Linked DNA regions of Gasterosteus aculeatus: region 1 is linked to region 2. Evidence: chromatin contacts called from public Hi-C data. All regions are on one chromosome and are shown on one strand. Each heading gives the region's core, a stretch centred on a gene start, on an enhancer-like site or on the middle of the called end of the contact. The rest is flanking DNA. Distances are from core to core; before and after follow the strand shown.

What was found. Hi-C and Micro-C count contacts between places; a contact is called where the count stands out from the background.
Region 1: a contact with region 2 is called in a Hi-C map of skeletal muscle, with 5 times the contacts expected there. The contact joins the enhancer-like site here to the promoter of exoc2 in region 2. A contact is called at or near these places in 3 of 6 Hi-C or Micro-C datasets (skeletal muscle and tail fin).

What each region holds. Positions count from the first base shown.
Region 1 is chr8:6,547,980-6,551,707 of fGasAcu3.hap1.1, reverse strand. All of the region lies in intron 4 of gmds (GDP-mannose 4,6-dehydratase), which reads left to right. Among protein-coding and RNA genes, the nearest start is that of gmds, 14 kb to the left of the region's middle. Within about 2 kb of position 1,962, at least 7 of the 9 cell types and tissues checked have open chromatin away from gene starts, as enhancers often do.
Region 2 is chr8:6,368,992-6,372,499 of fGasAcu3.hap1.1, reverse strand. It overlaps exoc2 (exocyst complex component 2), which reads left to right and starts at 1,437. Exons shown (of 28, transcript XM_040183949.2): 1 at 1,437-1,519.

The DNA of each region.
Region 1 (3,728 bases), core at 713-3,212, 180 kb before region 2:
TGTGACCATTTTACAGGTTAAATGACTGAAGAGATCAAATAAAACCAAATATTTTTGGAGCCGCATGCACAACGAACGTGAGATGGGGAAGAAGTGCCTACACGCTGTTCACAGTGATCTGTTCTGCCTCCGAGGGGCCAAAGCAACCCCTCCGTCCCCCCCAGTGCAAGATCGCCCACCTGCAGCTGTTGCAGCATACACATGGAGTTGTAACCACACCTCGCGCACAACAGGGGGGTGGGACGGTGAAAGACTGGGGAGGTGGGAACAGCGTTGGGAGGCGATACAATACGGTTGTCTGTGTTTCCACTCAATTGTTTTTGATAGCTTCTGTAGACCGAAGTGCAGCTTTGCATCCATGGGAAAGACGTCCTCCATCTATATCCACGTCCAAAGTCCTCCTCAGGAAGACCATTTTTCGGTCAACCTCTCTAACTCTCTCTCGCCCCTCTACCGGCCTTTGGGTTCTCCCCCATCCGGGTTCGCAGAAGCTCCCACGCCGGAGACACACACAGGATTTAACGCGCCTGTTTCCCGACAAAGTTGTGCGCTATAAACCCGCCGCGTTGATGTGTTTACTGGCCTGAAGCGGCTATTGTGCAGCCTGCCAGCCGTTTACTCTCATACTTGGGCGGTAATACCAGTACTCGCAGTGTGTGGGCATGTTATGCAATCCTTGTTGCTCGTTGGTAATGAGATTCAGTTGTCATCCAGTGTGTATGTGTGGTATGATTTAGTGTGTTTAGACGCTCAATTTCCTGACTTATTAGATCTCTAAACTGTTAAAATTCTTTGGTGATACGTATGCAAAGACCAATATTCCTATTTATTTGATTAGATATCTCACACAGCACTTTCAGAACCCTCAAAACCTGTTGTTTCAGAGTTTAAAAGAAGACGCTGTTCATAAAGTCAAACTGAAATATTGGACAGCGATGGCTTAAACCGTTGGGTACGAAGCCGGCTGTAATTTAAACACCTCGCCTGCGTCTTAAGAGAAGATTACCATTTAAAAAACACATTACATTAAGAAGGCATTGCTGCTAAACTTGAAACAGAATGTGGATCAACAAAAAGGTTTAAAAAAATGTATCCCAACACTATCGCTGAACCAGTCCTCACAGTAATCTTTTCTCTTTTTTTTTTTTTTTTTACGTCGTCTTTAATTAAGTGAATTGATGCAAGAACGATTTTTGGAGAAAGCTGCTTTTGGCCCGTCAGTGACTGCCCGCTCTGTGATTGGTGTTTATACTTCACCCGTCCAATCAGCCGTGGGTGCGGGCTGCGCGTATCACGCACGTATAAAGACTCGCCTGCAACCAAATTGGCGCATTCCCCTCCGAGCTATGCGCGTTCTGCCTCTCAGGCCTCATTAAGCGCACATGTGCGCTTTGCGTGTTTTCCATTGTTTAACAGCTGGGTTTGGGTCCGAGCAGAGACACATTTTCCCCCTGCGTCCCGCGCCTATTGAGCGTGCAGCGACGGGGCCAGTGGTGCGTCGGTGGCCCGGTAGTCCGCGGAGCCGGCCGATCCCTGTTCGGAAAGGTTAGGCCTCCGTACGAGGCAGCCCGCCCGCCTGGGCCGGATTGAATGTGAACTTTGGTTTTAAGAATAGCCCGCTTTGTGCCAAGAGAAACAAGTCTGCAGTCTCCCCGCGCAGAGTCAGGGAATGTTCTGTGGTGGCTCTGTGGGTCAGAGTCGTTGCTGCACTCGTGAGTCAGTTCGTTTTATTTTGTTTATGCAGCAAAGTTCCTACACATGGAAACATGCAGTTTGCGGGGGCTGGACGGGCTTTTTGAGGTTTGTAAATTCACTAGGTCAATAAATAGTATCAAAAAGCTAAATGTGATTGGATATAAATCCTGTATTTTAAATCAAATCCCAAATATTCACACCAATAGTCTTGTGTGGTGCGACGCGCAGGTGTAGTTCCCCCGGTGAGACCTAGATGGCAGCAGTGAGCCGCTGTGTGACCGGCGGTGTCAGTCCGGCCTGGAGTCCGACATTCAGGATCAGCAGCCCGGTCAGAAGAAGATGGGCTTTTAACCACTTTATGATCGTGTGCTCATTACCTACACAAACGGAATCAATGAAAAAAAATGCATTAATAAATATCATCCAGGAAATTGAGATGGCTTTACAAAATGATTTGTTAGACAATCAACTACTGTTGAAAATAAGATAATATGATCAAGCAAAAAAAAAAAAAAGTGTTCCGTGGTTCTAGCTTCTTAAGGACAGGACTTGGTGCTTTTCATTTTAATTTGTAATATGAATTTACACATACATATATTATTAACTTTTGTCTGTCTCCAGCTTCTGAAATAATCATCACATTTTCTTGAGCAAACCTACATTTCCAAATTTCCTGTCATTTTAATAACAACAAAAAACGTCTTTCTCAACATTTCTTTAATTTTTTTTTTTTGATTCACTTTTTTTCTGATTCACTTCACTTTAGATTAATTTAAAGTGTAAATAAAAAAAGATTTTGCTGTCTGAGGGTCAGACTCCAGGTGTGGACGAGGCCCTCTGCAGGTCAGACGTTCGCATTACAGCACGTTATACTGGAGGAAGGCGTTCTGCAGGATTACAGACATTACAGACGTGCTCATTACTATAAAGCAGAGGACGAAAGGACAGTAAAGTTATTCACTGACCAGATAAAAATGGTACCATTGAACAATCTAATTTTAGTTATCACGTTTTTTTCCTCATCTGCACCACAATCCATCAGTCCCCCACCCTCCTGACTGACAGTAGCCCGTAGCGTGTTCTTAGCGGTACGATAACTCCCCACAATAGAGCTGGGACGATGTGCTTCGTTAGTTTGTTGTAGTTGGTTAGAAGGGCGAGCAGCGGGGAGAACACGGTAACCAGGTATTACACTAAATATTTATTTATCAAAGTCATCAGTCTTCCTGTTGCTATGTCCTCCAGGGAGACATTTGGCAATAATAATGGTAGTCAGAGCGCCATACTGGATGTTCTGTAATGATTTATCTGGAGTTCAGCTGCCTGTGTGATGAGGGAACAAGGAGTGTCAACTCAAAGCGATCTGCCGTTCAGTCTTAATGCTGCATGTTAAGCATTATACCTCATTTATACGTTGGGGTTTAGGGGTATTTAGCTCATTATTACATCTATAAATATCTAAATAAAATAATGACTTGAGTTCCAGAAGCAAAGTTCAAACCCCCACAAACAGAAACATCTTTTGGAGACCTTAAAGCTTTGGACCAAACGTTGAAAGTGCAATCAACAGAAAAATCTGTAATGACAGCATTTACACTGACTAATATGATCACATTTACTCATGTTATCACTATCACAATATCACATTATCCGATTGAGAATGTATAAATGAATTTGTGTGGACGTGTTTCAGCAAAGTGAGTCATTCCGATCCTGGTTCAACAGCACGGCAATGATCAGACACCGTGGTGCACGACAATCACTGCTTTACAGTAAAAAAATAAATAAAGTTAGCTACTCTTGTCGGAAGCATGAAGTAAATTGTAAGTGGATGTTTAGTTTCGCGGTTTAAGTCTTTTCGTATTTGCCTCGGGGGCCAAAGAGAGAAGTTGTGGTTATTCTGTGGCCGAATTATTCCTTTAAGTTGACTCGGCAAGTTTCAGCTTGCAGCTGAACAAAATGAGCAGGAACGCTATTTGACATTATTTCAGTTAACACACTTAAAGATCAATTGGAGACTGTCCTTCAGGCCC
Region 2 (3,508 bases), core at 188-2,687:
ATGTTAGTCGCTTTGGATAAAAGCGTCAGCTAAAATGACATGTAATCTTTTTACACTTTTTTTTTAAATAGAAATGAATATGACAAGAGATATTTTTGTTTTTTTACTTTACAGCTTTATTCTTAAGCTAAACTATCTCCTAAATGCACCATCATACTTAACAAATAGACATCAGAGCGAAAACAAGTCTCTCATCGTATTCTCTGTAAGAAAGAAAATTAGGGTATTTTTCTGATGTTGAACTGTAAACAACAGTACTGTCAAATGCAGAAGCTCATGTTCTTATTTCAATGGTGCAGGCTTTACCAGCGGGACTAAGATCAAAATCTTTTTCCTTCATTGATGTTGATGTTTACACAGACAAACAGGCCCTCTGCTGCATCAGCATCTGTGCAAACTCCAGAGTCACAGTTTGATCCTTCAATTATCAGATTACCCCGTATAATTGGACAATATTGTTTCCCCGGGGATTGGGCTTTGCCTTATCACAGAAATTCTTTCTGCCCTGCACAATTTGGTGAGATAAATGTAATGGTATCAGTGTTCTAGTGTGGGCCTGGGTGGTCTCTGTTGCATTTCTAATGATGCTGCGCCTTTCCCAGAACAAGTGGAAATACCTCAGTGATGCACCGTGAAAAGAGAAACGAGGAAAGGAGCAAAGCTCCCACTGGGCCGCAAAATTCTCACACAAAGGACATCCAACACTTGCGAGGATCATGCAGTCCAATAATACTGCTTCTGCTTAATCTTACATCCACTCTGAGCACCAACTAGATGACCCTTGGATCAACGGCTCATTAGATGTTGTTACAGAACACAGCATCTTCATTACTTCTTAAAAAAGGCCTTAACGACAGAGTTGCAGAACGAACAATAAAGAACTGGTTAAAGACAATAAAAAATGTTTGCTTGGGCAGTTATTATTAAGAATGAGTATAATTATGCAGTGGTAGAAGTGTACATATACTTTATTGCAAAAATGGCAATATTACAATGTAAAACCACAAAGTGAAATTATCGCATTCATAATTATGCAATAGGAAACTTACAGCATTAACAGCAAAGTGCCCCTTCAGTGTCAAAACCTGGCATTATTTAGAGCAGGCTCTTTTAACAACTCCTGAATTATATTATACTATTTGATTATTATTGGGGAGGCATTGACACCTTTTAAAGTGTTGCAGTTTGAGGTAGTAATAATTTGGGATAGTTTAATCAATGACGAGCCATCATTATCAAATGTCAGATGAATGAAGTGGACAGTAATTGCTAATGACATTTGTGAATTGTGAACTATTCAAGTCATTGAAATGTATTATGGTTGAATACATCGAATATTTAAAAATATAGTATATGCTGTCATAGTATTTTTTCTTGAAAATATGTGTCGTTCAATAATAGAGTAGTAATTTCAAGTAACGTTTCAGTTTTATTTTGAAGGCTGAGGAAGGCTGAGACCGGAGGCCGGAAGTACTCACCGGATACAGGAAACGGTCGCTGAAGCTCCACCGCAGAAACTGTAAGTTACCATTTTATCCAACCTATTTACCTCTTAAGTGCTCCAGGTAGGGTCAAACTTATTCTGGTAGGATAGGTGACGATATATGCGTGTTGTAATGATCACGACGAATACATGTGACAGCCACTGCTAACGTTAAATCTTCCGCACAAACGAATAGCCTCCTAGCAAACACAGGTTAGCCTAAGCTAACGTTAGATGTCGGATTCGTCAACAGCGGTGGTTTCCTTTCCTCTAAAATCCCCGGTGGGTTGTTTAGCTCGAAGCACCGGGCGACTGTGACAGCAAACACAACCGGCATATCCAGCCGTTGCAACGTCTCAAAGGCAGTTGTGATAACCTGAACCCTACTGCATTGATACGTCCTCCACTTTAAGGGCAATGTTGTGTGTGTGAGAAGAAGATCACGTTAGATGTTAAAGTCTTCTGCCACAATTGGCAGGTTAGTTCCGCATCAAGCGGTCAATATTTTAATATGTTCTGTCGACTCGTATCGTCAGTGTAATTTAAAGACAATTGTCTGTGAGGCTTAAAGCCCCTAAAATGACTTTTTCTCCCAGCGGCAACTCGAACTTTATCGAAAGCCATTTCTCTAAATACTCTGGACAATACGCAGAGCTTTCCCTGCAGTATATCAAACCCAAATAGAACAGTATCTTTTTTTCTTTTCTTCTCCTCCTCCGGTCCTCCATCCAGCCGCGGGTTCATCGCTCACATCCAGTGAAGCAAACGCAATAGTGTGATTGTCCTGACCCGAAACAGCGCACATCCGTTCTTGAGCGGTGTGTGTAACGGAGAACCTGCAGAGTTACTCATTGCCAGGTGGCAGGATTTCTATAAACACTTTGCAATCCGTTCCAGTGTAAACAGAGGAGCCGACTGGCCTTTAACGCAGTAAATAATGATTGCCTATAGCGCTCTACCAAAACAAAGAAAATGTGCTGGAATTAGCACCTTTTTTATACTTGTAACAAAAACCTTCCATGCACCGATGGTAATGAGCAACATGAAATGATCACACCGAAGTCCTTATATGACTCAGAAAGGGAGCTTTGAAAGACACTTTGATGAGGATAAACATCAGGATGAATACATCACTACCTCATCGATTGGACATGGCTTTCTGGTTTATATTTAATGACAAATCATCTTAACATTTCATTAAGCAGCATTACTGCCGTGCCATTAGTATACGTACGTCACCAAGTTGTTTATCATTAGCATAATTAGTTATTTGTCTGTTTTGCAAATTGTAAATCAGCCCTGGCCTTCAGGAAGGATCTACACAAGTTTTTTCAGCATTTTGTATTTGGAAATATGGACTAGATCTGTAACCAATTATTTTCATCATTTTCAATTAGTTGATTATTGATCGATAATACATCAACTATGATGTATTCAAGTTGCTGGTTTTATTTGACCAACAGTCTAAAACTCAAAAATGTTCAGTTTCCTTGGTGTTTGCTCTTAAAAGAGTGTGTATCTAAAGAAGAAAATAGCGGTAATGAGCTCAGCTTTTTTTTTATTTTATTTTTTTTAGAAAAGTCGGATCAAGTTTATGTTACTCTGAAATCTAGAAAGCCCTGTTTAAGGGGTTAAGAGCATACTTACTTACTTAAGCCCCTACTGTTGTGATAAAGACACTCCTCTAAGCTGAGCCTCATTCAGTGAAGTGTTTTCAAACAGAAAATAGTCTAAGCCTCTATAATCTCTACTCTTGTGTACCTTTGTCAAATATTGTTCTAGCGTACTTTCTTTAAATGGGCGTTTTTAAGGGGGGACCACTTGTGTTTGTTTAACTGATTGATTGTTCGGGGGAGGGGGCCAGAGAGAGAGTAATTGATCGACAGGCCGGTTGGAGGCAGGCGCCACGTCGCAGTAATAAGTTGTCATCGAGCTCCTCCGTCATTTGCCTTGACATTAATGCTAACTGGTCCTCATCAGCCCATACAGAACTCTGTCTATCTCCTCCTCCTCCTCCCCTGAAGT